4 separate regions of the Sus scrofa genome follow, and all the other regions are linked to region 1. The links are chromatin contacts, called in public HiChIP or PLAC-seq maps. All regions are on one chromosome and are shown on one strand. The core of a region is the stretch at or near the end of the contact, and the rest is flanking DNA. Distances in the headings are between cores, read along the strand shown.

The links. HiChIP or PLAC-seq counts read pairs in DNA pulled down with a chosen protein or histone mark.
Region 2: an H3K27ac HiChIP or PLAC-seq map of skeletal muscle shows a contact between it and region 1. The contact joins two enhancer-like sites. A contact is called at or near these places in 15 of 47 Hi-C or Micro-C datasets (alveolar macrophages, brain, embryonic fibroblasts and 9 more) and 2 of 2 datasets of contacts at active chromatin or transcription factors (alveolar macrophages and skeletal muscle).
Region 3: a contact with region 1 is called in an H3K27ac HiChIP or PLAC-seq map of skeletal muscle. The contact joins two enhancer-like sites. A contact is called at or near these places in 15 of 47 Hi-C or Micro-C datasets (adipocytes, adipose tissue, embryonic fibroblasts and 10 more) and 1 of 2 datasets of contacts at active chromatin or transcription factors (skeletal muscle).
Region 4: an H3K27ac HiChIP or PLAC-seq map of skeletal muscle shows a contact between it and region 1. The contact joins two enhancer-like sites. A contact is called at or near these places in 2 of 47 Hi-C or Micro-C datasets (liver and skeletal muscle) and 1 of 2 datasets of contacts at active chromatin or transcription factors (skeletal muscle).

Annotation. Positions count from the first base shown.
Region 1 is chr3:96,970,561-96,977,495 of Sscrofa11.1, reverse strand. It overlaps THADA (thyroid adenoma-associated protein), which reads right to left. Exons shown (of 40, transcript XM_021088406.1): 28 at 5,424-5,515. Among named protein-coding and RNA genes, the nearest start is that of THADA, 100 kb to the right of the region's middle. Within about 2 kb of position 4,450, at least 9 of the 83 cell types and tissues checked have an H3K27ac peak or open chromatin away from gene starts, as enhancers often do. A contact at or near this core is called in adipose tissue and skeletal muscle, where this site is marked.
Region 2 is chr3:97,417,211-97,424,145 of Sscrofa11.1, reverse strand. LOC106509843 (a long non-coding RNA gene) reads left to right here. Exons shown (of 8, transcript XR_002342750.1): 5 at 648-738; 6 at 3,613-5,002. Among named protein-coding and RNA genes, the nearest start is that of TRNAI-UAU, 150 kb to the left of the region's middle. Within about 2 kb of position 3,860, at least 25 of the 83 cell types and tissues checked have an H3K27ac peak or open chromatin away from gene starts, as enhancers often do. A contact at or near this core is called in skeletal muscle, where this site is marked.
Region 3 is chr3:97,377,647-97,384,581 of Sscrofa11.1, reverse strand. No RefSeq gene overlaps it. Among named protein-coding and RNA genes, the nearest start is that of ZFP36L2, 180 kb to the right of the region's middle. Within about 2 kb of position 3,476, at least 25 of the 83 cell types and tissues checked have an H3K27ac peak or open chromatin away from gene starts, as enhancers often do. A contact at or near this core is called in adipose tissue and skeletal muscle, where this site is marked.
Region 4 is chr3:97,255,608-97,262,542 of Sscrofa11.1, reverse strand. The region is part of intron 2 of LOC106509841 (a long non-coding RNA gene); the gene reads right to left. Among named protein-coding and RNA genes, the nearest start is that of ZFP36L2, 59 kb to the right of the region's middle. Within about 2 kb of position 2,807, at least 27 of the 83 cell types and tissues checked have an H3K27ac peak or open chromatin away from gene starts, as enhancers often do. A contact at or near this core is called in skeletal muscle, where this site is marked.

The DNA.
Region 1 (6,935 bases), core at 3,201-5,700:
TCAAACTACCATGAAATACAAGTTTTACAGAGATAAATGTCTTACTTGCCACAATAATCTCCTACTGGGATAATTAAAGGGTCTTAAAATCAACCTGCCACATGGGAGTTGTTTGAGTCCCAGTCCACAATGAGACATTGGGTCAAGTGCCTCATTTCCCACAGTCTCACAATGTAAAATCTAAAGCCAGACTCAAAACAGTGACTCACCGCTCATCAGGAGCTGTGTGTATTGGGTGAGCAAATCCGCATGTGCTCTACAGATGCAGCTGGATTTGGGTTCTAGTTCTGCCTCTTTCTGGCTGTACGACATCGGGCGGACCACGTGATCTCACCAACCTTGATTTACTCCTCTATAAAATTAGGATGGCTCTACTCATGCTGCAGGGCTGTGATGAAGCCTAAATTTGACACCCATGAAGGGTTTGGCACGTACCAAGCACGCAAACAGACACTAAGGATATGCTTCCCCCTTCCACAACGTCTCCCTTTTACATGTGTGGAACAGAAACTTCAGTGCAGTAGATAACTGATATATTCTTCATCAGACCATTGGTTTCCCTGGGGCCAGGAGTATGTCTATTTCATCCTTGGATCTCAGTGCCCAGCAGAAGGCCTGGCAAAGAGTGAAAATGCAATATAAATTCTTGTTAAATGGAGGAAACGAGAATACTTCGGGGCTGAGGATGTTAAGATTATCCTGGCCACAGTCAAAAGAAAATTCTGATCTTCAGTCTGGCCAAATAGGCAACTGCTACAAACTACTATGTAGTTCAAAGCAAATAAGCTATTCTGAATTCTAATAATTACATTCTCTAACATAAAAACCTCGTTGCCCTACAGCTCTCAATTTTAGCTTCAAGAATCCAATTCTTTCCTAAACAATGGAGTGGGTAACCACAAAAACTTGTGGAATCTCTTTTCCTAGAAAACATGAAAAACAGGAGAGAAGCCAGTCTGTCTGGAAATTGCTTCAAAATCTGTCTATAAGCAGGGGCTGGACTAGACTAGATGTCCCTTGGAGGATCCTTCCAGAACCACAGCACTAAGATGTTAAGAGAAATAATTAAAACAATTCTCTGTTATTTATACCCAGGAAAACAAAACAAATACAATTTAACATCTCCTAACACAGTCATTAGAAATAATTTTATTTGGACCCAGTGATGCTTTTATAAACATTTTCCTCTTAAATTGTACTAAACCATCCTAAACTATTAATTTGAATATGAGCTCTGGCTAACAAGACAGAATAGAGATTGTACTAGTCTGTCAATGAAAACTAGATTATTATTCTTTTGTTCCTCTTTTTTAACCTACCTGTTTCCATGTACCCCAAATCTACTCATCCCCAAAGCTTTATAAGAAATACCGTTCCCTTCAAGCACTCCACTCAACTCTCCCACTGATGAATTTCTTCTGCATCCATTACTCATACCATATTGTGCAGCTGAATAGTATATATTGTCTTCTATTTCTACCTGCTTCACAAATAATGATTCTTGCTTCCTCAGCTAAAAGGTAAGCTCCTTGAGCAAGGTCCAAGTTTTATATTTTTCATGTACTCCTCTACTGTGTCAATAATGAGTTCAAGGCAAATGCTTACAAATTCTTACCGGTTGACTGACTGATTTAAAATGAAGAGCAAGCAAGAGCAAAAGAACACTCTGTACATTGAGCACCTGCACAAAGCTTTAACAAAGTCTACAATAAAGCTTTTCAGACTATCTATATACTGTTACCTGTCGCTTACCTGGGACTAGAACAAAATCTGTCTATAAGCAGGGGCTGGACTAGACTGGGGCTGATGGGAAAGATCTAGAGTGAAAGATCACATTGGTTTAGCTCCCATCTGAAAGGAAAGAGGAACTAGCAAGGTGCGCAAGGTGCGCCCACTCCCACTGCAGAGGAAGGCTATCTAGGGAAGCCCAGCACACTCCTCAGATCACAGAGCTATGCAGCTTCTGACCCTACAAAGGATCCATTATTCATTCTGTCATACCAAGCCAGTCAGGGGAAAAAAAAAAAAAAAAAAAGGAGAGGAGCTTTAGGAAAAGACAATGTAATAACATTATTGAAAACAAACAAGTGAAATGTATGTTTTCTCATTCTTCATAATCCCAAAGACACATCTGGAACAAGACTAATGCACTCTAGAGTTCAATCACTATGAGTGTACCGTACGCACTTTTAAGTAGGGGTGCAGAACCCCTGCTCCTTTCTTTATATGTGAAAAGGGAACTTCTTGTCTCTACTACCAAGCAGGCACTGTTCTAGGCACTGGGAAAATAGCAGTTTACCAAACTCACAATTCTAGTAACAATTACAGAAAGCCTTCGCTTAGTATTTTATAGAAATATAAGACCTCAAGGATAGTCCAAGTCTCTTAGAGGAGAAAGCCAAAGCCAGAGAGGTTAACTTGTCTCAGCTGGTTATTGTGGCTATATGGCAACAAAACAGAAACCAGAGTTCTTATCTCTCCTCCTCTAGTAACAAAATTTGCTTCTTCATTAAGCAAGTATTCTGTTTGCCCATTACATGCCAGACACTATGCTAGGCACCAGGTGTAAAAAAGAAAGGATAAGATACTGACCCAGTACTCCAAAAGCACAGTGTAACTGTAAGACAATGGGATGGGTAAAATACTAGAAGTGGTAACAGAAAAAGCAAACTATGTATCTCTAATGGCACAGGACTTCCAATATTTTTCAGGAAAATGAACTGTTAAAACTTTGTTTTATCCTCCCTATAGCCCTCTTAGTACAGAACAGATCTTATTATTCCTGTTCTATAGATGGAGAAATTGAAGAGCAGAGCGGATAAGGGAGTCTATTAAGGTCATCTCCAGGGGCAGCAAAATGCTTAGAAACCAAGTCTGTTTACTCCAAGATAGACCTTTTTCTCCCCCACTAGATGGGAAAGGCAGATGTTCTTTTTATGTCTAGTTCCCTTCTGATCAAGAGCACATATTTGCAAGACTGTGTGCAGAACCATCTGTGGCTGTGAACGTAGACTCCACTGACCTAGGCGGTGTCATCAGCTGAGTTTAGTTATTCAGTGGTTGAGGAACCAGTCAACAAGGCATCATTATCACTAGCATTCTTACAGTGCCCACCATATATACACAGACTAGAAGGAAAAGGCTCCACCCTCAGGGAGTTAATATTGTAGGGGACAGGTATATAAACATTTTGACCAAAAGTGGCATAATTAAATAAACTACAGCTAAAAGAACCATAACAAATAATGGCAAGTGTAAGACACTCAAAGTTTCGCAAAGCAAATCCAGTGGATGCTGCCAAGAAATATACCCTTTAAGGATTAAACAGAGAATAAAAGCATTGTCTATGTAATGAGATATACCAACCTTCAGATTACTGAAATAAAAACTCTTACCAAAGATGCTCATCACATTAAAAAATTAACTTCTTAATGCCTTCATTTCACTTTTTAGCTTTTACTCAAAACAATTACGTGACTATTCCATTTCCCTCTTTCTAGGAAAGCTATATATTTTGTAACCTTCCTTATTTGAGAGGAATGAAGTTATAATGGGGTTGCCATAAGCATGCTGTGGCAAAGAGACTAGGACTATGTGCTTTTATGTGCTACTCTTCCACCCTGTTTCAGATGTAACCTATGCAAAATGAATCTGATCATTTTCTCCTGTACATAGTAAAACTTGTATACACATCCAAGAATCATTCTCTTCATAAAAAGTAAAAGAGAAAAAAAGCATTTCTTCATTTTTTGAATTCAGCTTTAAACATCAATTTCACTTGCTTGATAAACCTCATACCGTATTTTATTTACACTACTTATCATGGCCTTACATTATAATATGACCAAACTGTTTTAAACCTTAGCACAACTGAATTATTAACAAAATAAACAAACCTAAAAAGAAACACATATCAGCGATTTCAACCTAGTGACAGGAAGAATTTATTTAGGAATCAGCTAAATAGTAAAAATCATCTTTTTACTAATCATCCTTTCAAAGGAATAATGTGATCGTTATGAAAAATACAACTCAGCTGAAAAAAAAAAAAACTTCTCTAGCCTTTCCTTAATATACTCAAGGGATTCACACATTTATAGCCAACTGCTTTCCATTTAAATATTTATTGAATTTTATAGGGTGATATGTAGCAATTTAAATGACAATTCAGAACTACCAGAAGGTTTCACCAGAATTACTTATAGTGTATTACAAAATTATTTCATGATATTTTCTAATTCCTAAGACCTAGTTCCATCATAAGAATATATATATATATATATATATATGCTTTTTAGGGCTGCAAATGTGGCGCATGGAAGATCCCAGGGTAGGGGTTGAATCAGAGCTGCGACTGCTGGCTTACACCACAGCCACAGCCATGCCAGATCCAAGCTGCGTCTGTGACCTCCACCACAGCTCATGGCAATGCCAGATCCTTAACCCACTAAGTGAGGCCAAGGATCAAACCAGCATCTTCATGGTTATCGGTTGGATTCATTACTGCTGAACCACAACAGGAACTGCCAAGAATACATATTTTAATAAACAACAGATTAAAACTGAAATTAAAAGTGCGATCATCCACTTTTTTAGGTAGGAGAGGAATGGAGCTTGATTTATCTCTAGTTCATCCAGAGGAAGACCACTGGGCCAAATCAGATCCTGAAGTTAAAAGTAATTAAGCATGCAGCGACAGTGACATCTAGTGTTAACTCATGCAAGCCACTAGACTACCATTAAAACCAGCCTAAGTACTAAAGAAACTATTCAAAGCTTCTCTTTAAAAACCACCAAACAGAACTTATGCATTGTATCTAAAAATTCCTCATAATCAAAGTGTTTCAGTAAGTTTTTTTCCAGACATTTAAAAAAAAAAACCTTAACAGAAAAACCTCTTAGGGAACAAACACAACAAAGACCTAAAAGTAAACAAGCACTGTTTATCCCGTGTGGCCAACATTTGCAACTGCTCACCTTGGTGAGAGCTTAATGCAATGTAATCTGGGGCGTGTTCTGATGAGCACATCATAAACATTTAAACTTCCAGTTACTATAAAAGCAACAATATGGCACGAGCCAGTACTTGATGACATATCAAGAAAAAGCAATTTAAGACATCTCGGGAATACTCGAAGAAGATGCAAATCAACAAAACTTTAGCTGTTGCACTGGGAAACGAGCTCTACATTTCAAGTCCTTGCTACCTTGCTATATTTTTGTTGCTCTGAAAGGTCCACTTATTTAAACAGTAGATATTTTTACCCAAGGGTTTAGAACTTGGCAGCATAGATTAATTTACTATAGTGTTTTTATAGTTATATACTCTAGAGGAATCTATAAAAGTAAGTGAAATTCCAAAAATTATTTTTGGCCACGACAATATTTTGTAAAAAGGGAAGTTAGCATTAGATGAAGCTTACCTATTTTTTTTGGAAAGTTCATCCTTTCCCTTTTTAACTCCAAATATCCTTGTGATCAAGGTACTGAAGAGAAGCGTGGATGAATTTCTCACCTAATGTAAAAATGTATATACAATAAAGGTTAAGACATATTCATGGCATAACACCAACATTTACAATGTTAAAACTAGATATTCAAAATCATTACCCAATTTCCTAGTGGAGGGCTAAAGGAGATATGGTCTCTATTCATAAAATAAGACAATTTTCACTAACTTTGTAGTAATTCCCTCTATGACTTCCTCTCAAACTGAGCTCTATAGTCTAACCACATCCACACAACACAGCTTTTTTCATACTTCTAATATTACCACCAACTGTTTTATTTCTTTGTGCTTATATCATCGAATAACACTTTAAAAAAAAGTTAATTTTTCCACAACATTTCTGATGATGAATAATACCCCAGTAAAAAGCTCAGCTCTCTCCATCTATTTTCTGTAGTCATCTGCCTATGAGAAAATATAAGACCTAACTCAAAGAACCCACATTATTAACATGGCCAGAAAAATATTTAATATCGTATCTAAAATGCTACTACCCGCACAATGCCAGTAACCTAATAATGTAATTTTAAACCCTAAGATTATCTGAGATAACTGGTTCATAAAAATAAGAAGAAAGAACCATCATTAATAAGCATGAATCACATCTATTTCCAAATCAATGTGTCAGGATGCTTTCCTGTATCATAAAAATGTCCTGAATGCATACTGGGCTTCCTCAATTACCTTGCCAAATCAGCGTAGACAGGTATAAACATGTATTGACTTCCCCACAATGTGTAAGGCCCTATACCAGCACCACAGAGAACATCCAGAAATAGAAGACACACACTTACTGCTAACACAGAGCTTATGCCTAATTAGATGGGCATCATATGGTGTGTTAAACAGCAACATAAGAAGAAAGGTAATTAAAAGCAACAATGTAGGATGGAGACCATAGCTTCCCGAAACTACTGCTGAAAGGATCACAAACTCAAATGCCCACAAGGGCCAGTGAGTGAGACAAAAGCAGCAGAGAACTGGGTCTAATGCAGTCGCTATTCAGCTGCAGCTGAAGTTGTTGCCCAGAGGGAATGTAAGCCCAGTGCTGCCAGATCTTCTGCTTTTTCAAAAGAAGCCAGAAACCCCAATTTTTATGTGAAATCTATTTTTAATGCTGGCAACAAATTAAAGGAAGAAGAAGAAGAAGGAAAAAAAAACTGTGGTGGAGGCCAAATAAAACACAGTTGTAGGCCAGATTTGACCTTTCAGCCACCAGCTTGCAACCTCTCCTCCAGAAGCACTGACTGACTCAGTTCGTGCATGGTAACTCTAGAATTGGAGCATAGATACACTGGCGCAATTCATAGCATAACTGCAATGAAACCTAAAACTGGACCAGTTCACTTATGTCCACTCAACAATTAACAAACATCAATGAAGTCTCTACTGTATGCCCTGCCCAATATCTGCAAATGAATTGCTC
Region 2 (6,935 bases), core at 2,611-5,110, 450 kb before region 1:
GGACATCTACCCCAAGTCCTCTCTCAGGTGGGCAGATGCCTTCACCCTGGGGAGGGAGGCTTCAGAGACCTGCCCTGAGCCCTGCCCCAGCCTCAAAGGTGAGGGGACGGGAGGGGGGGGGCAGGGGCAGGAGATAAAATACAGCATGAGGTCACAAAAGCAATGCATGTTTCTCGAGTGCTTACTTCACGCCAGATGCCAAGTGTCTTGCCAGTGTCGTTACCTCATTCGATCTTCCTAACATGGCAGGAGACAGGTCTTTTGTTTGCCCCTTGTAGAAGTGGGCAAACCGAGCCCAGAAGGAGGGGCTTTCTGCAGTGAGGGAAGTTCTGTATCTTGATCGTGGGGGTTGTTACATGCACGGATATGTTCGTCAAAATGCATTAAGCTGTGCACCTAATCTGTGAGTTTTTTGCATGTACATTATCCCGCAATAAACTTGATTTATTAAAAAGTATATATTGAACCAAGGCACAGAAACTTTGAGAACTTACCCAAGGTCACATTCCTAGTAAGTGACGGAACTAGAATTTGTAACTTAGGTGCCCAACTAGTGCCAAGCTGGTGCAAAGAGCACCAGAATCAGAAAGGTTGCAGACTTATTGCCTTTTTTTTTTTTTTTTTTTTTTTTTTTTTTTTTTTAGCAGATCGCAGAGCCTCTCTGAACTTCAGGCTCCTCATCTATAAAATGGACCTCCCAAGGTGGTGGTTTAGTGCTGTCAGGGACATGTTGGCAGGGTAAGGACCCCACAGTGTCCCCAGGAGCTGCACGCAGTGCCCTTGTCCTGGTATTTGTGTCTGTGCATGGGAAGCAAAGCTGAAGGGCAGTTTCTCCCACCAGCACCCCCTTGTCCTCCACCAGCCCCCTGTGGCTTTCAGCTTAGGCGCTGCCCAACCACCGGGAAGCAGGGGGCATGGTGGGGCATGGCAAGGGTGGCTGAGTGACACCAGGCAGGGGTGGTGGGGACCTCCCTTTGTGGAGTCACTGACAAGCTGCCACAGAGGGAACTGACATGGGATTTAACATGGAGGATGGGAGTTGTCTGGGGGACGCTTGCTAAGGTCCTTATCTTTGTTGGAAGGAGGGTAGAGTTTGCTGTAGATTTTATTAGAAAAAAAAAAAATCAAGTTAAGAACATCTTAAAAATTAAGGGTCTCCACTGAAAGACTAGAAGTAGAATGTGTTATTTCCAGCCTCTGGCTTCACTCCATCCATAGCCTCCTCCACTCTGCTGCATTGGGCTGTATTTATTTATTTACTTATAAGGCCCCTCACAGGGAGCTTTTTTTTTTTTTTTTTTTTTTAATCACTTTGGTCTCCCAACCCCTGCCCAGGGCCTGACACATCCTAGGTGCTTAATAAATGCTGCTAGACAAAGAACTGAGAACTGGGGTTAGCCTGCAGCACAAGGACTTAGGGCCCAACTCTACCGAACTACTGAGGGAAGGGCCTAACCCACTGCTCACATAGGAGAGCGGCTCCGGGTCCCCACCAGTTTCCTGCCGTGGGCCAGTGGTTCTGCTTTCAGACCAATTCCTTCTCAGTTCTGTTTTTGTTGAAATTCTGTTGTTTTTATCCCCAAAGAACCACCCTGGTCCCCAAGTCCTAATAATACCTCCATTAGTAGAGTAACCCATGTGTTACCATGAGAAAGCTGGGGCTCAGAGAGGTTAGAAACTCCCCCAAGGACACACAGCAAGGTCTTGACAGAACCACCCCCAAGCACTCTGGCCTCCTGGCCCCCATCCAGCTCCACAATATGACCGTTGCCTCTAATGCTCTCAGCCTCCACCCCCCACCCCAGTAATGGAACCCAGCTGGGTGGGGTTGGCCGCTGAGAGGCTCCAGGCTTGGCTTGGGCCAGCGACTCATGGAAATTGGGCCATTTTCCTGGGACGGAAATGAGAAGCAGATGTGGTCCGGGAGCTGGGGTGCAGACTCATGCCGTGTCAGGGAGCTCAGGTTACACAGAGGAACACGTGACCGTGGTTACAAAAACAGCCTGAAACCCCCAAGGCCCACGTCGTCGTCGGGAGGTCCATCCCGGGGCCTGGGGATCCAAGCCTCCCCCCCACCCCTTACTGCCTGAGATCTCGGCAGGAACGGGAGACAGGAGGGGTCAGCGGAGAGCAGGGCCCGGGATGTCCTACCTTCTCGCTCCCACTCGCTATGGGGGGTTTCATTTTGGCTCCTCAAACCAGGGCTAAGCCCAGCATGAAGTCCCTGTCCTCAGGAGCATACCAAGGAAGGCCGAGGCACCCTGTACAGGCCCCTGTGCTTTTGTGGCCTCATATCACACCTGGTGAATCACCGCTTTGCTCCAATCCTTTGGTTAAGGGACTGTCCCGGGCTGCAGTGCATAACTTTCCAGAAAAGCCTCCGGTCTTAGGCAGTATGCAGGCAGGCTTACCTGAATGCAGAGTAACGGATCAACTCACTCTAACAAACAGCCAGCAGGGCAGGGACCCAAGGGAAAAGGGCTAAGGTGGGACTCTGGAGGAAGATGTTGGCGATCCTGGCACAGGAGGAGCCCAGGAACCAACGGGCAGTGGTATCATTTGTGTGGACTATCTGCTCAGGCCCCTGCTTTTCTTCCTCAGGCAAAAGGGCAGGGCCCCCTTCATTCATTCATTCATCTATCCATTCATTCATTCATTCACTGGTTCTTGTACACCCATGGTGGCCAGGGCAGTGGGCTAAGCCCTGAGGATCCAGAGGTGACTGAGCATGGATTCCACCTCTAGGACTTCACTGACTTCTGGGGAGCCCACCAAGAAATAGCTTTGATTGACTGCTTGCTTGCTTGATTGCTTCAGTTATTATTGAGTGTATACCACATGTCTGCACTATTCTAGGCTCATAGGATCTCTCCGTAAACAAAATAGTTTTGGAAGAGCAGACAGGCTATAAAAATAAAAAAATAAGTTCTCGTTGTGGCTCAGTGGTTCACAAATCCGACTAGGAACCATGAGGTTGTGGGTTTGATCCCTGGCCTTGTTCAGTGGGTCAAGGATCCGGCGTTGCCGTGAGCTGTGGTATAGGTCACAGACACGGCTCCGATCCCATGTTGCTGTGGTGTAGGCCGGCGGCTACAGCTCTGATTAGACCCCTAGCCTGGAACCTCCATATGCCATGGGTGTGGCCCTAGAAAAGACAAAAAGACAAAAAAAAAAAATCAGGTGAATAATATGTTTAGAAAGTGAAAAGTGTTATAAGAAAGGAAAGTGGAGCAGGTGAGGAGGATCAGGAGGTGTGGGTTGGTCGCTGTGTTCACAGGGCCCAGGAGGTCAGGCTTCCCTGAGAAGGTGAGACAGGAACAAAGAATTGAAGCTGATAGCAGAGATGAGAATGGTTTTTTGGGGTACGTGCAAAGGCCCAGGGGCAGGAGGGGGACTGCGATATTCAGGAGCAGCAAGGAAGCCAGTGAGTCTGGGGTAGAGAGGGAAAGAGAAGCAGGAATGAGGGTCCAGAGATAAGGAAGACCATGCCAGGAGGATCTGAGAGGCTGCTATAGGGTTTTAGCTTTTATGGTGAGATGGGAGGTGCTGGAGGGTTTTGAGCAGAGAGATGTGTGTTGACTGTTTTTTTTTTTTTTTTTTTTTTTTTTTCAGAGGACCGTGTGAGCTGTTGTATCCACAGTAGCCTGGAAAGGGTGAGGGCAAAGGGCTGGGGGACCGGTCAGAAGGCACCTACCACAATCCAGGTAGGAGGTGACAGTGCTGCAGCCAGGCTGCACGGCGAAGGATGGGAGGGGCCCCCGGAGAAACCTGAATCAGGTACCACAGTAACGGGGAACGTGGAGGAGGGCGTGATTCACTCCAAGGCCGCTTTCCCAGGGGATGTGACTCAGGCAGGATTTTGAAAAATGAGCAGTTCAGCAGGCACTCAAGAGGGTGAGAACATTCCAACACCGGTGTGCCGGGGCCCCATTGAGAGGGAGCCAGGCCTGTTTGGGGACCTATGAAGCAGCATCACATCAGAGCAGAAGGGTCAGGGGAGGCCAGATGGGGAAGGAGCTCGCCGCTCTGCCAAGGGTGTTGTCCTCTGGGCGCCAGGGAGTTCAGGAAGAATTTTAAGCCTGGGGGCCGGTGGTGCTTAAGACCTAAAACTTGCTATTAAGAAAAGTCCCGTGGTCACCATGAACGGCCTGGGGGGAGGTGGCAGGGAAAACCCAGAGGGGAAGCAGAAAATGAGGGCTGACCCGGGGCAGTGGGAGAGAGGGAAGGAGGCATGAGAACCGTTTAGGGAGAAGAGAGGATCAGGGCCGTGTGGGTTTGGGGAAAGAGGAGCAGGCTGTTTTGAGGAAGAGAATGAGTCATGTGGGGGCCGGCTGAATTGGAGGATCCGCTGGGGGATCAGACAGCCAAGCCCCAGAGCAGCCAATGTTGGAGTCTGGAGCTCAGCGGAGGGGACTTGGGTCCAGAAGCCTCAAGGGACAGGTGGCATTTAAGCTGTGGAAGGCCACCAGCTAAAAGGCATCTCCAGATTTTTACCTTTAGTAAGATCTGAATAGAGGTATATTTCCCTCCTCTTTGCCTCTTTCCCAAGGCCTTTGAGAGATACAGTGAGAAAAACATTCTTGAGGGTAAAGAGGAGGGATCCAGGAGGGGATCCTCCTAGGGCAGCACGGAGGAATCCCTGGGCTGGTCCCACTTCACCCCACGGTGTCTGCGGGCAGAGGGGCCTGGATAGGCAGGGCTCTTGGTATCCATTGTCCGTGGGTCTCTGCATGCAGATATGTAAAGTTATGTGTTTTCATCTCCCCGTGATTCCTGTTTTCCTGCAGCCCTTCCCGCTGAGGCGTATGGCCCAATGAAGTTGGAGGGGTGAATTCGAAGCAAGACCTCAAGCAGGGGGTGAAGCGGACATGATGTAGAGAAGCTGCTGCTGATGGCAATGGGACCAGAAAAGGGGGGCCTAAGGAAGAGAGAACATGAGAAGCAAAAAGGGCAGCCCCTTAACCTTCAACCTCAGAGGCTCGTGTGGGAGAAACCCAGTCAGGTCTGAGGGGAGATCTCACAGCAAGGGGGTGGGTGGGACTTGACTCAGATTGCAGTGGGGAGAAATTTTAATGACACCCCCTCCCTAGCAAACCAGCGATGCAAGATGGTGCCAGCACAATATGGTGCCAATCAGGAGGTGGTTTGGAATGGCTGAGGAAGGGAGTCTGGGAAGTGGCTTCATGCAACGCTGCTCGTTCTAGTGAGAATGCAGCCAGGTAGTCCTAGGTCCCAGGGGCCGCAGAGCCAAGATCTGCCTCACCAGCTATGTGCAGGGACCATGCACTTTGGCTTCACCTCTTCCTGCCCCTACCCCACCAGCAAGCCCCAGGGACCAGAACCATCTCTGTCCTGCGTGTGTGTGTGTGTGTGTGTGTGTGTGTGTGTGTGTAAGAATGCAGGGGACTCCACTCAGACCTTCAACCCTCTTGTCCCACCACCGTGAGGCCCATGAACATCTCTCTGCACCAGGAAATTATCTTGGCTGGGAGAAGGCGGAAGGGTGAGAAAACCTTGGAATACTGAGCAATTTTACTCAAAAGAGACTGAGTTAATCATACAGAAATGGAGCTATGTCTAAGGGGCAATTTAATGCTTTCTTTTTGTTTGTTTTCTTTTTGCCCGTCAGTAGTAGGAATTATCAGATCACGATGAGAAGAGTATAAGAAAAAGTAAGAACAATACTGATTTGACCCATCTGGGTAGGTGTGTGTGTGTGATCTTTAGCCCTCCCACAATTATGTCTGTACACGTTTGCTGGGGCAACTGTATATTTTCAATTCCAATCGTCAGACCTTTCCTTGAAGCTCACGTGTGTTTTGATCTGGCCAGGAATTGAGAATCATAAAATCATTAAATCTGTATTAATTACCTATTGCTGCATAGTAAGTTAATCCAAAATTTAGCTGAAATAAATATGTATTATCTCACACGCTTCCTGTGGATCTGGAATTTGGAAACAGCTTAGCAGGGGGGTTTCTGGCTCAGGGTCTGTCTGAGGTTAACAGTCAAGATGTTGGCCTGGGCTGTGTTCATCTGAATGTGTGACCGGGACTGGCAGATCTGATTCCCAGACCTGCCTGCCAAGGTGCTGGCTACTGGCAGAGGGTCTCAGTTCCTCACCTTATGGATCTCTTTCTAGAGCTGCTTGACTATCCTCATGACATGAGGGTGGCTTCCTCCAGAGGAAGTCATCTGAAACTTGCCTCAGAAGTCGCACTTTTCATGTGGTCCCTGCTCTCAAAAATGTTAGCAGTATTGCAGGGTAGATGAAATGTGCCTACTGCAAAGCCCGATGGCTGAAGTCCAAGGGAAGTGATGTGGGCTGTGGGCCGAGGACAAAGGGAGCTGCCCAGTCAGGCAGCAGGAGGCTTCCTGGGAGTGGGCAGAAAACCCCTGCCCCCTTGTCCTGCTCCAAGTGGCCTCTTCCTTGTGGAAGGAGGCCTGGTACCTGTGGACTGGTCAGATGGGGAAAGCCGTAGGGCCTGACCAAGTAAGGGGACTGATTCCTGCTCACTGGACCACCAGGGGTGAGTGCAGGGGGGCACTCTGAGATTGGAGAGAGGCTGCGGGGCCGGGGGGGGGTGGGCAGGGGTTGCTGGGAGCAAGGCAGGGTAGGGCGCAGAGGGACATAGGAATGAGACAAGGAAGGGGGTTGTTTTGGGGGGTTGGGGCTTTTTTTGTTTGTTTTTGGCTTCTTAGGGCCGAACCTGTGACACATGGAAGTTCCCAGGCTAGGAACCGAATTAGAAATACCACTGCCAGCCTATGCCAGAGCCACAGCAACGCAGGATGTGAGCCACATCTGTGACCTATACCACAGCTCACAGCAACACTGAATCCCCAACCCACTGAACAGAAGGGGGTTGTTAAATCAGGGACGGGGCTCAGAGAGTAGGGCAGGGCAGGAAGCTCAGAGGCACGTGGTCCTCCAC
Region 3 (6,935 bases), core at 2,227-4,726, 410 kb before region 1:
CCGTTGAGAGCAGGAGGGTGATTCCTACGAGGAGGTACAGGAGGTGGAGGTTTGAAGCGGGAGCTGCAATAAGCAGAGTCAGAGACCTGGTGGGTTGGCTAGGAGGCTGGTGCCAACAGTACTGCCACATGGCCCAGGTTGGATGAGGGGAATAGGGTGGTGCCCGCTTGGGCTCCTGGATGTGGGAGGGTAAAGCCGCCTGGTCCTGAAGAGGGGGGCTGTGTGTGTGATGCTGGGGCTCCCTCCTCTATATGCAGCCACACCAGCAGTGCCCGTGGAAAGGGTGGCTGTGCCTGGAGTCTGGCAGAAAGGCTGGGGCCCAAGAGGAGTCCTTGCAGGAGAAATCTCTCCTTCTGCCCTAGATTGGAGGCTGCAGAAAGTCATTTGGACCAAGTGGGGGCAGGATGCCGAGGGCAGAGGAGCTGGCTCCCGTTGGTCCCCTTTCTTTCCTCATCTCCCTTCCCTCTGAACCCCAGTCCAGGGCCCAGGAGGGCTTGGCAGCCTGTTCCTGGCCTCCCCAGCAGAGGGCTCCAGAGCAGAGCTCAGGATGGCCATGGGGAGGGAGCGGCAGAAAGCACTGGACAGTCCGCCCTGCTCACAGGTGTCCAGGTCACAGGTGCTCTTTACTGGTGCACAGGTGTGTCTGTCTATGTGTGCACCCATGTGGGTGTGTGCAAGTGTGTACAGTAGACGTATGTTGTTGTGTGGGCATGTCAGTGTCGGCACGCGGGCACGACTGCCTGCCTGTGTGTTGGGTGGTATCTATTCACATGTGTTTGCTCATTTTCTCTTTGCACACGCCAGCACTACTGTGGTCCTTGTGCATAGTTGTGTGCATGCGGGTGTCTGTATGCTTTGTGCATGGGTGTCTCTGGTTGGCCTTGTGCAGAGAAAGCCGAAAAATTACTGACAAGGTGTGCTGTGGAATCTCATCATTCTCGAGGACAAGGATGAGGGACCCCCTGCTCCTTCTGTGCCATCTGACATTCACACCCTGACCCAGCCGCCTGACTCCTGCCCTCAATCAACACAGCCCCTGAATTTGTTTGTTAAAACCTCATTTACAGCAGGTGTAGTTGACATCCAGTTCCCAGGAAGCAAGTACTTCCAGAACTGTGTGTGTGTGTGTTCTGGTTCCCTCATTTGCAGCTCGAAAATGTTTCTTTTCCAGCATTTCCATTGCGGCTCAGAGAGTTAAGAACCCAACTAGTATCCATGAAGATGTGAGTTCGATCCCTGCCCTTGCTCATTGGGTTAAGGATCCGGTGTTGCTACAAGCTGCAGCATAGATCACAGAGGAAGCTCGGATCTGGCTTTGCTGTGACCGTGCTATAGGCCAGCAGCTGCAGCTCCCATTCAGCCCCTAGCCTGGGAACCTCCGTATGGTGCAGGTGCGGTCCTGAAAAGCAGAAACAGAAAATGCTCTTCTTCTTGTTGGGAATGAGGAGCAGAGCCCCAGAGAATGCGGGGAAGGTAGAGGGCTGCAGTGGAGAAACAGCAGGCTGGTGGCTGGTTCATCCACAGCTGAAGGGAGGCAGCGGCCATGGGGGCAAGGTCTTGGCCCAGAAGTCTGGGGGGCCCTGGACGGGGCCCAGCTCTGCTACCAGCTGGAGGCCCTGGCTGATGGGAAGCAGCCTCTCCTGTGGTGGTCTGTGCTGCTGTTCAGCCAGGGCCATTGGGGAGAACAAATGGGGTACTCCCCTCACCCTGTGTCGTGTGGAAAAGGCACTTGTCGAAGGGAGTGCGGTCGAGGATGGCGCCCACCTCAGGATGGGAGGCTGTATTGGTTTCCTGTCGCTCCTGTGACAGCTCACCACGAACTTAGTGGTTTAAAATAATCCGCATTTATTTTACAGTCCTGGGGACCACAAGTCCAAAATCAGCCTCACCAAGCTAAAGTCAAGGGATTGGCAGTGCTGTGTGCCTTTTGGAGGCTCTAGGGGAAATGGGTCTCCTTGCCTTTTCCAGATTCTAGAAGCTGCCTGCATCCCTTGGCTTGGGGCCCCTTCCTCCTTCGTGCTGTCACATCGCCTTTCTATTGCTTTGGCCTCTTGCCTCCCTCTGGGAAGGACCCTGGTGATTACCCTGGACCCTCCCAGATAATCCAGGACAGTCTCCTCATCTCAAGCTCCTTGACATGATCACATCTGCCAAGTCCTTTTGGCTGTGAGGTTAACATTTGTTCACAGGTTCTGGGGAGTAGATATGTGGGCCTCTTTTGGGGCCACTGTTTTGTCTACTACCTAGAGAAATCACAGACAAGCTGGCCAAAGTGGGTAACAGTCTTTTTAAATTTTTTATTGGAATATGGCTGACTTACAAAATTGTGTTAATTTCAGGTGTACGACAAAGTAAATTAATTACACATATACATATATCAGTTCCTTTTGACATTCCTTTTTTTTTCTCTTCTTTTTTAGGACAGCCCCTGGGGCATATGGACGTGCCCAGGTTACTGGTTGAATCAGAGCTATAGCTGCTGGCCTACACCATAACCATAGAAACGTGGGATCCGAGCTGCCTCTGTGGCATACACCGCAGCTTGTGGCCATGCAGGATCCTTAACCTGCTGAGCAAGGCGCAGGGATGGAACCTGTGTCCTCATGGATACTATTTGGGCTCTTAACCCTCTGTGCCACAACGGGAACTCCCCCTTTGGATATTCTTGATCCTCCTGCGGTTTCACTGAGGCACCAGTGGGACCCTCACTCCTGCCGAGGAGCCATCTGGTCCTGACGTCTCGTCTGGCGGATTGAGCCCCAGGAACCAGGGTGCGCTGGCTGCCTAAAGGGCCTTTCCTTTCTGCCTGCCTTCCCGGCAGCCCCTGGCCAGGCACCAGCTATGACCTCAGCCCACACTGACCCTTCGGTTCCCCCCTCACCCCCTCCCAGCCTGCTCCAGATCCAGCCTCCGGCCCTGTCCATGCTCCCAGAACACCCCGCGTGACTCGGTTCCTGTTCTGTCACAGCCCCTACTCCCTGCCCCAGAGGCACCTGGGCTCCAGGCTGCCCATCCGCCACCCAGCCCTCTCCACACGTGTGAAAACCACACGCATGGGCGCTCTGCAGCTCCCCGCAGGAAAGCCCAGCCGCAAGACCCAGAGCAGAGGAGAGGGGACACACACAAGCGTGCAGGCCAGTGCCAGGGTTTGGGGATGGGGGGCGGGGATCCAATGGAACAACGGGCCTCCCGGATGCTGTATCAAGCCAAACTCCCCAGCAGAGTCAGCACCACATCTGGAATTAAGCTGGAAATTCCAATTGCTCTCTGCTGCTAAAAAAAAAATGTGTCAAATCTTCCCAGAGATTTTGTGGAAGTGGGAAGCGCTGCGGGGCGGTGGAGGGGAGGGGGGAGCGCTCCCTCCACAGGACCCGTGAGCTTTGGGGAAATCCAGATGTCACAATGTGTCCACAGCCCTCTGGCTGATGGCTCCCCCAGCCTCCCTCATCTGTGCTCCCTGCCCCGTGAAAATTAAAGACGCCTGGAGCAGGGGAGGGGCTGTTTCGCTTCTCCCAAGGACCCACACGTCCGTTCATGTAAGCGCATGTGAGACTGTGACTTTTTTTGATAGGGATTGAGTTATTTTTTCCTGGAGAGGAAAACGTTGACATGCCTTTGGTGGATCGTCCGCCCAGAAATTTCCAATGCATGAAGAAGCTGTGCTCTTCCCTTTGCTCTAACACACACACACACACACACACACACACACACACGCACACACCTTCCAAAGGCCCAGAACTCACTGTGTGGTCTGAGCCCCTTCAGGGCCTCGCTGCACTGCTAGCCCAGCCCCAACCAGTGCGGGATGGGGATTCCATAGAGCTGGGTCTGCAGGGCCAGGGAAGCTTGGACCACTTGCTCGTTCTCAATCTCTAGGCAAGTGGATGAATTTCCTGTTACTGCTGTAACAAATCACCACAAGCTGAGTGACTTCAACAACACAAATATATTCTCTTACAATTCTGGAAGTCGGAAGTCCAAAATCAGCCTCGCTGGGCTAACGTCAAAGCATCTCCAGGGGAAAATCCATTTCCTTATCTTTTTTCACATCTAGAGGCTACCTCTATTCCTTGGCTTATGGCCCCTCCCTTCTATAGCAAGCATCCTCTCGGGTCCTTACCCAGAGCATCAGAGGGTCTGTCTCCCCAGGCCTCTTCCCGTTCTGATACTAACATCCTAGGTCTCTGGGACCTTGGGGGAAATGGGCCCGGCCCCTCCCCACTCTCCTCTTTGCTGAATCTCTGGGGCTCGTATTGTCTCTTTTTGTCCTCTTCCTCCAGCCCAGGAGTCTGACATCCCAGGCTGGGGCTTTTGCCCCTCAGTTTCATTCTCAACAAGTGAAGAATTCATCCCAGCCCCAACTTAGTTTAGGATCTGAATTATACTTTTCTCCAAGGCAGGGCTCTCGACTGCCCAGCTGTCATGCGGGGGCCAAGGATCCTGATCCCGATTCAAGGATGTTGGGTGGGTATCCAAGACGTCCAAATGGAGGGGCAGGGATGCGGGTACCCTTCCTGGCAGTGGTCCTTACCAGCCTGACCTCCCAGAGCTCAGGCCACCCGGTCACAGCGTGACATTGAAAGTCCCTCGCCAGGGAGAGAGGGATGAGGCTGACCCAGCCTGGGTAGTCCCATGGGACCCAATAGTACAGACTGGTGTCCTTGGTGGCCTCCCGAGTAAAGAGCCTCTTTGAGCCAGACCTTCCTTCTTCCTTTTCTTTCTTCCTTTCCCTCCCTTCCTTTTTGTCTGACCCAGTGCCTGGTCCTTTGTCAGGCACAGGATAAGAGCTGGAAGGGCTCGGTCCCCCAGCCTGTGAGAAGCACTGCCCACAGCCCCTCCCAAGCAGTGAGAGTTCCCAAGTGTGGAAGCCAAATGGGGCTGCCCGAGGTGCCAGGAGGGCTTCCTGGGGCTGGTGGTGCTGCATTTTCCACCCTCAAACACACTAAAACACTGAGCCACCCGCACACGCCATGTGAGGGGAGGCAGCCACGCTTCGGCTCGTGCTCTTCCCACTGCTCGACATCTTTCCACTTGCCTCTCCTGGATAGCTCTGGCTCAGGTGCCACCTCTTCCAGGAAGCCTTCCCTGAAGTCTGGGGAGGTTGAATCTCCTCCTTGATTCTCCTAGCGCCCCACAGAGAGGCTCCTCGTGTCCAAGCCAGAAACTGATTTTATGCTGCAGTCAAGAGAAAGCCTTGGCCTTGGAGGGGCCTAGAGTGGAGGGGGACAGTGTCTGGTGAAATGGCACTGGGCTTTGCTGAGCCTGCTTTTTTTGAGCCGATGGGCCCTTACAGATCCCCCAGTCCATCTCCTTTCCGGATAGTGGTGCTGGGACCAGAAAACCCTTCTCCTGGTTTTAGCCCTCTGTCCTTCCCATGACCCATCCCATCTTGATGGGGGCTGTGTCCTGACCACCTCAGTGTCCGTGAGTGCTTGGTGAACCAACATGCGGGGGTGCTTATGGGGGAACTGAACCCGCCAGAGACAAGTGTTTCGGAGGCACATGGCATTGATGTCACCATTTGGTCACATGCTGTCCTAACTCTCAAAGTGGAGCCTAGGTTTCATATTATCCCTTTATGGCAGAGATGCTAAGAGAAAGATGGGTCTGAGTTCCAGCTCGGCCTCTTCTGAGCTGTGTGACCTCTTTGAGAAACATCTGGATCCGAGATCCAGCTTGGCCTCTTCTGAGCTATGTGACCTCTTTGAGCTCCCACATCCTCATCAGCAAAACGGGGACCCGCGCTGGACAGACCTTTGTTTTGATGATTAAATAAGATGACATATGCCAAGTTCCCATTGTGGCACAGCGGAAATGAAGCTGACTAGTGACCATGGGGTTGCAGGTTTGATCCCTGGCCTTGCTCTGTGGGTTGAGGATCTGGCGTTGCCGTGAGCTTTGATGTAGGTTGCAGACGCGGCTAGGAGCCAGTGTGGCTGTGGCTATGGTGTAGGCCTGCAGCTGTAGCTCTGATTCGATTCCTAGCCTTGGAACTTCATGTGCCAAGGGTATGGCTGGCCCTAAAAAGCAGTAAATAAATAAATAAGATAACGTATGAGAAGTCAGCAATTCTCTGGCACATAGATATGCATCCGAATAGTGGCTAAATATTCTCCTTCTTCACAATTTCATTCTAGGGGCTCAACCTTCTGGAATCAGGAAAATTGTCTGATTAAGTGGATTCATGCTGATTCCAGCCTCAGCTCTATGCAAAGGATTCTGATTCCCTAAGTCTGGGAAGAGTTCCCAAACTCATTATTTTATTTGTCTTTATTTTTAAATAAACATCCTGGGTGATCCTGATGCTTAGCCAGGTTTGGAAGCCACTGGAATAAGTGATGATGGGGTTTTATGTTCATAAAGACCAACTTGTGTCCTCAAAAGTAGGGTTTTAGCTTAGAGGTACCTTCCCACGGCCCCTGGAACCACAGCAGGTGGGACCCTCTCTCTCCCCATGGGGGGAGGGGGTGACATCCCTCTAGAGCAGCCCGCAGGAAGGGATGGGGGCCGCGCCAGCTGTGTCCCCTCCTGCAGCTGTTTCAGTGCCATAGCCCCGTGGAAACCACTGTGAAATTCATTCTCCACATCTCCCGAAGTTGGGCCAGGTGGCTACTGGCTGGGGCAGCTGATCCCACCCGACAAGAGGCCTGCGAGCCAGGGAAATACAGCCACCCGCCTCCACTCAGCACAGGGCCCCCCGTTCCACCCTCCCGGGCCAGTAAGTGCTTTTTGTCCCAGATCAACTCAAATCCTCCCCCGGGAAAACTTTTCTTTCCTCAGGAAGCACCCAGCTCTTGCCTTGCTGCAGGTTCTCTCAGGGCTGTCTGGCTCTGGAACCTGGTCAGGACTGGATCCCGCCTCCCAGGGACCCCTGAGGCCTGGGGCTGAGTTGGCTGCTCTGGGAAAATGCAAGCGGAGGAGGCGGGAAGCTGCAG
Region 4 (6,935 bases), core at 1,558-4,057, 290 kb before region 1:
AACACCTTGGGAAACCCAGGCACTTTTCTAGGGTTTTATTTAGGGCTGGACATTCCCAGGGCAGACCCTCTGCCAACTCAGCAGGTCTGGGGACTCGGGATGTGCTAACGCTGGCAGCCCTTCCACGCCCCATTTGGGCTCCGTTGGCCAGATCTCACCCTGGCCTGGGCCTGGGCTGGCACTGATTGATTGATTGACATGGAGTTTCATTCCTTTAGAAGGGCCAGTCACACCCGGACAGGGTTCACCGAGTCAGGCTCTTTTCTCAGCACTTTATTTGTAATCCCCGCAGGGACCCTACAAGGTAGATAACTATTCTGATGCCCACTTCACAGGGGTGGAAACCAAGGCACAGAGATAGAGGAACCAATATACTAAAATCACAGCAGCCAGGAGTGGCTTGAGGAATCCGGATTCAAACCCAGACTGGTTCCACACTTTTAACCACTATACCATACTATGTCTCTTTTTATAGTTTTTTTTTTTTTTAAAGTAAACATGAGATTACTTGGTCCTGGTTGCCTTTGGCACCAGAGGCATGGACATGTGACATTACAGGTCATTCCCAGCCCTGCCTCTCTCTCTCTCTGGCACACACACACACACACACACACACACACACACACACACACAGTCTGCCTCATCCTGGTGCTGCCAGGCACATCGGTGACCTCCTGGTTCCTCCACAGCCAGGCATCAGGCCTGTGGGAACACAGTGCTCTCGTATTTGGATCCAAGTCTATTCTGGAACATACCACCCTATGCCTCTCCCCTCGGCTGCCACCCTAGTTCCGCCCCTGGGGCCAGCATTCCTGGAAAGCTCCAAGACAGCTTCTTTCAGGGGAGATTTTCCACGGGGCCTGTGCAGCCAGAATTGGCATAAGCTGAGGAGGGTCCTACCCACAGTCCCTGTCTTGGGGCCAGGAAGCTTGGAGCATCCCTGGGGTATCGGGGCCGTTCCTCTTCTCCATGGCAGAGGCCTTGGCAGATGGGACACTCGCAGCTCCTTCCCCATCCTGGTGTGTCCTCTTGGCCTCAGAGGAGTTCGGGTCTCCAGCACTCTTGTCTCAGCTCTGCTCAGTCCCACCCCATGACCAGGGAGTGTGTTCCTGCGGGGCCCAGCCCTGTGCTGGGTGCTGTGGACCTGCCCCTGGAGGCTCGCCGCTCTGCACGGACAGACGAGCAGCCTGCCCGTGAGCTGCCAGCAACACAGCGCTGCAGCAAATCCCCAAAGACCTTCCTGGACCTGGGCTCAGGCACCAGGACCTCGTCCTCCTGCTCAGGGACCCCAAGAGCTCGTCCTATCCTGCGTGGTGACCCCTGGCCCCAGCCCTGGCTGTTGTTTCGGTGGCAGGAAAGCCTCTCGCCCGAAGCTCAATGTCCTGCCTGCGCTCAGCGGATGACTAACCTGCCCCTCCTCAGCCTGGCACTTCCAGCCCCTCCTTCTGGCTCCGCCTGAGTCAGAGGCCCGTCAGCTTCTGATGCCCCTGAGGCCCAGCAGATTTGGGTGGGAAGGCTGTGTCCTATGCCAGGGCCTGAGGAGACGGGCCAGGCCCTCACTCCTCACTGGCCTGACCTTTTAGCAGGAACTTCTAAGCATTCTTTGATCTCGAAATGCCACATGTGCGTACACACACACACACACACACACACGCACCCCCATTCACATTCAGCCACACTCTTACTAGAGATGAAATAGTGCAGGTGCCAGGCTGAACCAGAACAGTCTTGTGGGGTGTGGCCTCCTGGCCTCTCCTGCAGAGGCCCCAACACCTCCTGGTACCAGAGAGCAGGACCAGAGGCCTGGGAAAGGGGTCTGTGCCTCTGGCTCCCTCCCTAGAACAGGCACAGATACTGGCTGCTGAGGGGACTCGATCCTTCGAATATGCCTCAGCACTACAGTCCTCTCTCTCTTGCACACAAACACATACCCCTAGACTCCTCCTCTGCAGCACTTCAAAGCCTCCCCCCACTACACTAGCCTCACAATAAAAGTAGCCAAAGAGTTCCCGTTGTGGCTCAGTGGTAAACGAATCCGACTAGGATCCACGAGGAAGCGGGTTGAATCCCTGGCCTCACTCAGTGGGTTAAGGATCCGGTGTTGCTGTGAGCGGTGGTGTAGGTTGCAGACGTGGCTCAGATCTTGCATTGCTGTGGCTGTGGTGTAGGCTGGCAGCTACAGCTCCAATTCGAACCCTAGCCTGGGAACCTCCATATGCAAAACCTTGACCCCTGACTCAATCTTGGGAAGCCATGGTCAAGCCCTGGGGATTTCTGCTCCTGGTTCTGCCCTAATGGGCCCCCTCCCTGGCTGGACTTGGCAGTGGCTGCGTGGCCAGCCCCGCATCTTCCCGAAGCCAGTTCCCGTCCCAGCACACAGAGGCACAAGCTGGGCTCCACGCCGCTTTCCAGGATCAGTCTGAGGGCTTAGGTTTGGGGTGTTTCATTTTCTTCTGTCTTTACCCCCATGTATACCCCATTGGCTCTGCCTGAAAAACACCCTCCCTCCCACCTCCCTGAGTCAGCTCTCAGCATCTGAGCACTACTAGCCAGCCTTGTTCAGGTGAGGAAACTGCAGCTGAGCAAGGCTACATACAGAGGGACAGAGGGATGCGTTTCTATCCATATTTCAACATTCACTTGGGTACCACCTTCCTGGGACTCCCCCGTTCCTGAGCGCCCCTGCCCTCGCCCTGGCCAGTGCCCCCCTCCCCCGGGGACAGGACGAGCAGACCTCTAGCCTAGAGCCCCTGCCCCCTGGAGTGAGTTCTGTTGAGCTTGTTACTTCAGCCCCGGAGCACTGATGTGTGCCCTTCTCCTGTGTCACTGGCCCCGTGAGAGCAGGTGGGCGGGCCCAGGTCTGAGTCACTGCCCAGCTCTGAGCCCGGCAAGCTGGCCGTGCAGGTAACCCTTTGCTGCCTGGGGAAGCTGACCAGAGGAAGGCCGGTCTGGGCCCTCGTCCCACTTTCCGGCCACGTCTCCCCCCTGCACCCCATCCCTGCATTTCTCCCTGTCCAGCTCTTTTCCCAGGAAGAGAGTGGCAAGCCCCTGCCCTGCTCTCAGGATGGGCCTTGCTGATGGGAGGTAGAATCTGTGCCGGGCTGAACATGCGACAGGGGTGGTGCTGGTCCCCCCAGGAGCTCCTCTGGCTTGAGTGGGCCCAGCGTGCACCTGAAGACAGGGAGCCCTGGCTCAGCACCCTGGGTCACTTCTCGGTGGCCACTTCAGTTTGTGCGTCCACTTGGGGGGGAGGGGACTCAGCCATCAGCCCGATGCCATGTTTATTTAAGGGGCACCGAGTTAAAAATAGCCTGAGTGCCCCAAGAGCAGGCAGCAGGCTCGGTGACCTCTGGCTCAGACAGAGAGAGGGATTCCAGGAGCTCTGAGACCTGTCCTCACCTCCGAGCCCTCTGTCGGCTCCCCCTCCCGCAGATAGACTTGTGCCTCTGTCAAGTGTCACACACACCCCAGCGTGGCGGGATGGCACCAGCGACATGTTTCGTGCGCTTCACAGACTGCAGGGTTTTGCGGCAGAGAAGCCTGAACTTTAGACCTGGCAGGGACCCCAAGGGGGGATTACTCTACAACTGCCCCATCAACACCCCCCATTTTGTGGCAGTTGGGGGGGTGGGGTGGCTGGAGTTCGCAGCGTAACGACGGGCTCAAGGTCGTGCAGAGCAAGACGACAGTCCGGGACTCTTGGCTCCCAATTCGGGACGCTGTCCGCCGCGTTACATCACGCCCATCATGTTTTATTACACAACGTTCAAATGTATTTTGTTCTTTCGTCTTACGTTATGTAATGCCAGGTAGGCAGGAATGGGGGTGGGGAGGGGCGTGGGGAAGTCCTTGGATGGAGGAGGTGACAAAAAGGCCATTAAGACGAAAGTACAGCAGTGAGCCTTTATCTTCCCCCACCCAGATCAGGCCCTGGCTCCCCACCTGAGTCCGCTCCCCTCCGTCAGGTGTAGTGGGTGCGGCTCAGCACCCAGTGCCCTAATTAGCACCTGTTGACAGTTTCTGGTTTGTGTGTTATCACCTTGGGTCCTCTTATCTTTATCAGAGCCAAAGGTTGATTGGAGCATTCTGGCTCAAGCTCAAAGCAACTTCACTCTGATTCCACGAAGCATTTATAACCGCTGTGAATAACAGCCCTCTTTCCTCAAGATAGCAGCCGGACCTGTCCGAGAGATGCCCTGTGGAGTCTTTGGGGGGGGTTGTTTGTTTGTTTTGCTTTTTAGGGCCGCAGCCACGGCACATGGAGGTTCCCAAGCTAGGGATCGAATCAGAGTTGTAGCTGCCAGCCTATGCCACAGCCACAGCAACGAAGGATCTAAGCCTCATCTGTGACCCACACCACAGCTCACAGCAACGCCGGATCCTTAACCCACTGAGCGAGGCCAGGGATCGAACCTACCACCTCATGGTTCCTAGTTGGTTTCATTTCTGCTGCACAACAACGGGAACTCATGGAGTCTTTGGTTTGATCCCCACCATGTCCACCGAGACGGGAGTGCAGAGCCCTCCCCACAGCTGGGAGAGGACGTGATGCCAGTCCTGACCCCCAGTCTCGGGCACCCCACAGTGATGCCCCAGGCACCGGAACCTGCCAGAACCCCCTACCAGGGGCTACAGCCCCTGCTCCTCCAGCCTGTCTGCCAGGACAAAGTTCCTGGGCCTTATCAGCCCAAGAGGTAGAATATTAATCTGGCCATCTCTGCCCCAGCCCTGCCCCCTTACAGCCAGCCTCCCCACTACAGGTGGGCAGGGTGTGTACCCACAAGGACAGGGTAAGAAGGCTGTGGGAAGGGACCTACATGTGGCCCACAGCCATGTGAGAGAAATGGCTTCTTGGTGTCTTCCTGGTATTAACCTCAAGGCCAGGCCCTCAGGTCCCTCCCAGCTCCCTCTGTCCTGGGGGAGATGTTTTCTCTGAGGAGTGACCCAAACCTTTCCTGACACCTGACGTTCCCACCTGGACCCCCTGGGTCTGGTGCTGCCAGAGAGGCCCAGGGTCCTACTCCCAGCTCTGCCACTGGGCGTGTCGCTGTGCATCAGACCTCAACTGCCTCACCTGTAAAATGGGAATCTTTGACTTGCCCTAGAATACCCACCTTCCCACTGAGACTTGGTACCTAAGGCTGGGTGACCACCCCACCCCCATGCCTAGACCCACCTGGAACAGGATCCAGGACCCTGGAGGTAGCTCTTTTGTGTCTTGAACCTCACTGAGTCCCATTTTCGGCCACCCAAACCCCTTTAGCTCCTGAACCAAGGCTCCAGGGACCACCTTTTGAGGATGTCCCCAGAGATCTCAGACAGGGATTGGTCCCTGCCAGCAGCCGTGTGTGTGTGTGTGTGTGTGTGTGTGTGTGTGTGTGTGTGTGTGTTGGTCCCTGCCAGCAGCCGTGTGTGTGTGTGTGTGTGTGTGTGTGTGTGTGTGTGTTGGTCCCTGCCAGCAGCCGTGTGTGTGTGTGTGTGTGTGTGTGTGTGTGTGTGTGTGTACACCCACCCTCCTGACGCATTGTCTGGAGGGGGCATTGTCCGGAGGGCCGGGCGGTTGCCTTTATGGCAAGGCATAAAAGGTAATCATTGACCGCATCAATGCCGCCCTGCGTGTCAGTGCCCGCCCAGCCTCGACCCTGCCAGGCCCTGGATTACTTTACAGTCACATAAAAGAAGCCTCCAGACTGGCCCCTTGGGGACTTTGGCCCCCAAGCGGGGAACGGGAGGGAGCCGTTCCCTGGAGACAGGCTTTTCTTATAATATTTACTGAACAGAAAGAGCTCCTTCCTTTTATCAAACACCACTGGGACTGTCTCAGCCCGGCCTGCCCAAGCCCCAGAGTCCCCATCAATAGGGGCCACCCTTCTCCCCTCCTTCCTCCACCTCTGCCATCGGGACCCACCAGCAGCCCGGATGTCCCCAAGCTGGGTCTCAGGATGCATCTTGCAGGCCTCGTTTCCTTTACAGTTTTATTTCATCCAGCCTGCACAACCCCATGGGGTAGGAAGGGAGATCATTTCCATTTTACAGATAGGAACACTTGGACTCAGAGAGGTCTAGTACCTTTCCTGAGTCGCACAGCCAGTAAAGGGCAAACCTCTCCTGCATGCAGTAGTCTATAAGGCTATACATCTATAAGTCTCCAGACTTGCTTGATTAAATGCTATCGGTAAAAAAAAATAACACGTGTCAGCACAAACCCTTAATATATTTATACGTATCCATAAATCATATACGTGTACTACTGAAAATCTACTTATCAAATGTTAGCAAATATCCACACTCTAATGGAAGCATCTTTTCCTGTCCTGTCATTCAAACCAGATCACATCAACCCCAGGGACCCTCCCCAGGGCTCATTTTCCGCAGGGACACCAGGGCCAGAGGGAGAAGGTCTGGGGAAGGGTAAGCCTCAGGCAGGCAGGGGGACACACTGGGAAAGGACATTCCAGACAAATGCTTGAGCAAAATCCAAGAGGCAGGAAATGGCAGGAAACAGTCAGGCACAGCCGAGAAGCCTGGGAACGTGAATGGGTGAATGGCTATAGCCAGAGACAATGCTGGAAAGTTTCGGGTGGGGCTCAAAGGAGTGGGCCAGACCACGGGACCTCGTGGAGAGCGCAGCAGGGAGCCGCGGCGGGTTGGGGAGCAGCGGTGTGACTTTCCCAGAGCCCTGTTTTGGAAACGTTTCCCAGGCCACAGAGTGGAGGATGGTGACGACAACGACGTTCTTAGGTCGATCGCCCTGGGGTCATGTCACATGGCCCTTTGGGAGGCCGGAGACGAAGGCCCGTCAGGAGTTGCCACACCTCTGTATCTGTGCACACACGCTGCCTGCCATTTACCCGCTGCCTGGCTGGCCTTGGTTTTCTCATCCATAAAATGGGCATAACAAGAGCACACAGCATGGATATGGTCGTTACTCTGAC